2 separate regions of the Sus scrofa genome follow, and region 1 is linked to region 2. A link is a contact called in public HiChIP or PLAC-seq data. All regions are on one chromosome and are shown on one strand. The core of a region is the stretch at or near the end of the contact, and the rest is flanking DNA. Distances in the headings are between cores, read along the strand shown.

Region 1 (2,808 bases), core at 308-2,807, 130 kb before region 2:
GCTCATTAGACAGTACATTTCTGAGATGTTGTAAAAGTAGAATTTGATTTTATTCCCGTTTTAATAGAAGTAGAAACTGGTGAAATAGGGATGCTGCAGAGCTCTTTGCCAACACACACCAAAAAATCCAGTTTCCAAGAGGATTCACTTTGCAAATATTCTAGCAAAATTACTCATTATATTAGCACGCATGTGTATCACAGGAAAGAAAATGTTATTTAAAACTCAGAGGGACTACAGCTGCTTCCTTCTTCTAAGGCGGAGTGGCAGAATTCTATCAGTGGAAAAATAACTCACTGTGTTGCTTCCTTCCTTTTGCAGAGACTGGTAGACGAGGAAGAAAGGAGAGACTGAAAGTTGTAAGTATCCGCCAATTTTTCTCTGCTTCTCCAAAGTAAGACGCAAAGTTAAGTAGATGGCTCTTAATTTAGCAGTGCACACACTGGGTTTTGATATGCAAAAATAAACTGGAGTCCCTAAGCATGGGCAAAACTAAATTGATTTGAAAACAGGGTCTGAGAATTGCAAAGAAGTCCTTCTCCCTGAAAAGATGAGTCCGGCGAATGAAAACAGAGACCAGTGACTCTGAAAGGTGACCGTGAAAATTTCCAAGAGATAGAATTGCTGAGGATGTTTAAAAACAAGGATATCTAATAATCCACTTTAAACTGTTTTAATGGAGTAATGTAAACGCTATTCCCTTGCCCTAAACCTTCAATAAGGTTTGGCGCGCACGCGAGCACACGCGCGCACACACGCGCACGGACACACTTTGTGGGTCTGCCATGAGCGGATCTTTTTTTGTATGGAGGAAAAGAAGCCACGTTCCGTGGCTGGACCGACGCGGTGTATAAGGAGACACTTCGCCAAAGGAGATGAGATGAGACAGCAAGAGTTCAACAGAATCAAGAGGCTGGACTTGGAGAATGTCAGCCGAGGAAATTCAGAGAGATATTGGGAGGATATTGGATTCCCCGCCAGCTGAGATTTGAAGGTTAACTCCGTTTGGGGAAGATTAGCTCATTTTTTGGAAGGTTAACTCCGTTTCTGAAATGCTCAGGGGACGAATGTGGCGATGAAGATGATTTGGGCCACGAGTGGCAGAAAGCCCTGGTTCAGCGTGACTTGATCAGTAAGGGAGCTCGCACTCCGGTGTGACAGCAGGTACAGAGGAAGGACGGAAAGGACGGAGGAGGGCTGGGTGGTGTCGAGGACTCGGGTTCTTTCGATATCTTTTTCCTCTGACATTTTCAGCTGATAGCCAAATGGCTACAGCAGTTCCTGGCAGTATATCCACTTATAACATCCAGAGGCAGGAAGGAGGCCATTTCTTGGCATCTCCTGTTTATGAACGAGGAATCTTTCCAAGAAATACTCCCAGCAGACTTTCCTATGTGTCGAATTGGCCAGATCTGGATCACAAGCCTGCCAGTAAACCAATCTCCTTGGAAACATCCTAACTGGCTTGGACCAATCAGGATTTACTCATGGGCTGGGATGAGTCACTTCACCTGGGTCACAAGAGGGATGGGTAGAGGCTTAAGAAAATCAGGATTTTTAGGAGTTCCCATTTGTGGCAAAGCGGAAATGAAGCCAACTGGGAATTATGAGGTTGCAGGTTTGATCCCTGGCCTCGCTCCGTGGGTTAAGGATCCGGCATTGCCGTAAGCTGTGGTGTAGGTCGCAGATGCAGCTCGAATCTAGAATTTCTGTGGCTGTGGCATAGGCTGGCAGCTGTAGCTCTGATTCACCGCCTAGCCTGGGAACCTCCATATGCTGCAGCTGTGGCCCTAAAAAGCAAAAAAAAAGAAAGAAAAGAAAATTAGGGTTTTTAGATATTTAGTGTGCCCCCCACTGACTTTGAGTCTCATGGAAAATGATCCATTACAGGAAATGTGAGATACATGTATTTCCAGCAGTAGAGATACACACACATTTCAATCATTTGTGTAAGGCACTTTGACCACTTATATTATGGCTGGTTTCGTTATCAACTATGGTCACAAATGAGGGTTTGAGTGGCTCAACAAAACGTTCCTTTCTGGGAAGGACGTAAATGGAGACTTGAAGTTTGTTTTTTCAGCATAAAGGAGTTGGAGCACATTTAGAATAATGGGTTTGGTTAAAGGTATCACATTTTATGAAAACTGACAAAACCAGAGTGCCTCAAAGAAAGCACGTACTGTGACGATCAGACAAATAAGCAGGGGATATTTAACTTGGAAAACGAAACAAAACAATGCTTGGCAGAATATAATAGGCACTTTAGTCTATTTGAAAGGCTATTATGTGGAATAGAGTATAGACTTATTCTGGGTAGTTCCACAAGTTAGAAGTAGGACAAACTGAAACTCCACTGAGACACTCTTCAGGCCAATATAACATAGCCATCCAGCAACCGTGGTGTTGAGAGATTCTTGCTTTGGTGGGAAACCAGACCAGGTGAAAGCACCTGGTACGGGTTTTTGGAGAAGGCTGACCTTTCCATCAGCAGATTGAGTAAAGCGGATATCCCTCCCTAACGCGGGTGGGATTCAGCCAATCAGCTGAAGACCTGAATAAAATAAAAAAGCCGACCCTCCCGCAAGTAAGAGGGAACTGCTCCTGCCTTTGAGCTGGGACATCAGCTTTTTTCCTGCCTTCAGAGTCAAACCGATGTTGACTCTTCTTCAGTCTCTACCCTGCTGACTTTCTACCTGAACTTAATCATCGGCTCTTCTGGCCTCAGGCCCTTGGACTTGGCCTGAACTAGACCGTTGGCTCTCCTGGGTCCCCAGAAAGCAAGCCCTTTCTTCAGTTCTAACAGGT
Region 2 (2,839 bases), core at 181-2,680:
GCTCAGCGGTTAACGAATCCGACTAGGAACCATGAGGTCGTGGGTTCGATCCCTGGCCTTGCTCAGGGGGTTAAGGATCGGCGTTGGCGTGAGCTGCGGTGTAGGTCTCAGATGCAGCTCGGATCCGGTGTAGCTGTGGCTGTGGTGTAGGCTGGCGTCTACAGCTCCCATTAGACCCCTAGCCTGGGAACCTCCATATGCCATGGGATCGGCCCTAGAAAAGGCGAAAAAGACAAAAACAAAAAAAAAAAAAGAAAAAAGAAAGAAAGAAAAAGCAAGCAAGCAAAGCAAGGCAAAGCAGAGCTCTCGAGGAACTCAGGGCTTTTCTCTGTGTGGGAAGGTGCGAAGGTCTGGGCTCCCTGCACCCATCCCTGAGCGGCTCCTGGGCCGTCTGGGCCGGTGTCCTGTGCTTGCCCAGCCCCAGTTTCCTCGGGGCTCCCTGTGGGGAGAGGTTGCCGGCTGCTGGCTGCTGGCTGGCAGGTGTCCTTGGTGTCCTTCCTGAGTTCCCCCGGGGTCGCGGGCTCACCTGGAGGTGGCTGCACTCGCAGAGGACTGGGACAGCTTTTGTTTTGTGGGCTTGAGGGCAGCCCAGGCGGCAGCAATTCAGACAGCTCTGAAATGCCCCCGCAAGGAGGAAAGGGGACACAGCAAGATGCGAGTGACGAAGGGGAGGGGGAGGCGCCTGCCTTTTACAGAGTTTGCTGCTGGTGTCGGGAGGGTGGCGACGAGTCATGGGAAGCAGACGAGGCCATTTAGCGCTTTTCTAGATTTGAGGCGATGCAAGAGTTGGGCACCTAAAATCTTCTAAAAATAGCTAACTAGGAGTTCCCATTGTGGCGCAGCAGAAGCAAATCTGACTAGGAATGATGAGGTTGCGGGTTTGATCCCTGGCCTCGCTCAGTGGGTTAAGGATCTGGCGTTGCCATGAGCTGTGGTGTAGGTCGAAGATGGGGCTCGGATCTGAAGTTGCTACAGCTGTGGCGTAGGCCAGCAGCTACAGCTCCAATTCGACCCCTAGACCCCTAGCCTGGGAACTTCCATATGAGCCAGGTGTGGCCCTAAAAAGCAAAAAAAAAAAAAAAAAAAAAAAAAATCTGACTCTCTGAAGGCCTGTTCTGCCAGTTTTCCCAGAGCCCAGAGTGTCTCACTCCTGGTCTCCACCCTGAGCTCCACGCGGGGTGCTGAGGCTCAGCAGCTGCCGTGGCTCCTGGTTTAATCCATGTGGAGGCAGATGGGAGGTGCTAATCTCCAATTCACACACGAGACCCTTGCTCTGCTCCTCCGAGGAGTTCCCCAGTGTCTCAGGGGGGCAAGGATCCAGCATTGTCACTGCTGTGGCCCAAGAATTTCCACAAGCTGCAGGCCCGACCAAAACCGAAACCAAAACCAAACTGCCCCTCCACCCTCTAGTCAAGCCCAGCGCCCACGTGGCTCAGAGATGGGGTGACACACCTCTCAGTTCCCCTGTCAGCCTGGTGCTGAAAACAACCCGGACTTTGCGGGGCTCCTGGACACTCAAGCTTTTCTGTGTCCCCCATTTCTTGCTTTTAGGGAATAAGCTTCCGCCTCCAGGGCCCTCCCTGCTCCAAAGGCCAGGTTCAAATAATTGCTCATTAGAGAGAAGGGAGCGGATGCAGAGACCAGGGAGGAAGCCTCCAAAACAACAGTGCAGCCGTGGGGCAGCGTCCTGGTTCCTCCTCAAAAATACGCATAACAAGATCTGCAAGTTCTTCTGCAGAACTAAAACCCCCACCAAATGAAAGCACAGGGGAGGACCCCCAGAACCAGCCCTGGGGCCACCAGAGCCCAGCTTGGAAGCGCGAAAGCTGACATCCAGCCAGTCCTCAGCTGTGGCCCTACTTTTCCTTCCAAACTATAAGACCACCTCCTACTCTCTCCCAAAGCAGGCACTGCCTTTAGGGCGCTCGTCTGCTGTGTCCCCCTTTGCCTGGCCAAGCAATACAGCTATTTTTCTCTGCACTTCTATTCAGCACCAGTGGACAGAGGCCAAGGTCAGCATCAGCGCCCTTACTGACGTCCCCCTTCACTCCGCCAAGTGCGCCAGTGTGGGTGGTAAGCTACAGGGTCTCCTCGAGAACCGCCTGGGGTCTGTTACCTCAACATGAGCAAGACTTGCAAAGCCTAGGTCTGAGCCCAAAGGTCTAAGGACACGGCTGTTTCCAAAAGGCAGAGCTCGGGAGGGGTCAATAGTTCAGCCTAACCAGGAAAGATGCACGAGGCAGCGACAAAGCTTTGGTGCACCTTGCTGGCCGGGCACCCTCACTGGCACAGGTGCCCTGCGTACTAGGAATCCAGAGGCATGAACACAGATCAGAGCCTGTGGTCAGGAGGAAGCACACATTCTTTCCATCCAATGAACACTCAGACGCTCTCCTGGGCCAGGAACAGACAGAGACACTGGGAATCCACACAGGTCTCAGGAGTCCGTCGACCTATAACACGGGGGGGGGGGGGGTGCGATGCTGTGACCTGAGCACGAGGGGGTCCCGGGAACCCCGAGCAAGAAGCGGCTCACCCCTCCTGGAAAGGGGCTGGGGTGGGTAGGGAAAGCTGTCACCAAGGAGCTGTCTGGGCTGGGCTCTGCAGGCCGGACGAGGTGTCAGCTTCTCTCCCTGTGGGGCAGGGAATTCTCAGCTTTCAGGAGCCAAACAGGCAGGACGAGAAGGGTGGGTGAGCCAGCTGTAGGGACCAGGGAGGCAACGGGGATGGAGTGGTCCCCGGGGTGGGGCTGGTGCTCCTCCCAGACCTCCCCTGAGGGACAGCTGGGCGGGGCTGGAGGTCAGGGCAGCCAGAGGGCCCGGCACGGAAGGGTGGGGCT

The links. HiChIP or PLAC-seq counts read pairs in DNA pulled down with a chosen protein or histone mark.
Region 1: an H3K27ac HiChIP or PLAC-seq map of skeletal muscle shows a contact between it and region 2. The contact joins the promoter of RALA here to the enhancer-like site in region 2. A contact is called at or near these places in 9 of 47 Hi-C or Micro-C datasets (alveolar macrophages, embryonic fibroblasts, fetal skeletal muscle and 5 more) and 2 of 2 datasets of contacts at active chromatin or transcription factors (alveolar macrophages and skeletal muscle).

What each region holds. Positions count from the first base shown.
Region 1 is chr18:54,629,495-54,632,302 of Sscrofa11.1, reverse strand. RALA (ras-related protein Ral-A) reads left to right here and starts at 1,557. Exons shown (of 5, transcript XM_021079219.1): 1 at 1,557-2,806.
Region 2 is chr18:54,502,547-54,505,385 of Sscrofa11.1, reverse strand. No RefSeq gene overlaps it. Among named protein-coding and RNA genes, the nearest start is that of CDK13, 74 kb to the right of the region's middle. Within about 2 kb of position 1,430, at least 38 of the 83 cell types and tissues checked have an H3K27ac peak or open chromatin away from gene starts, as enhancers often do. A contact at or near this core is called in alveolar macrophages, mesenteric adipose tissue, omental adipose tissue and 3 more, where this site is marked.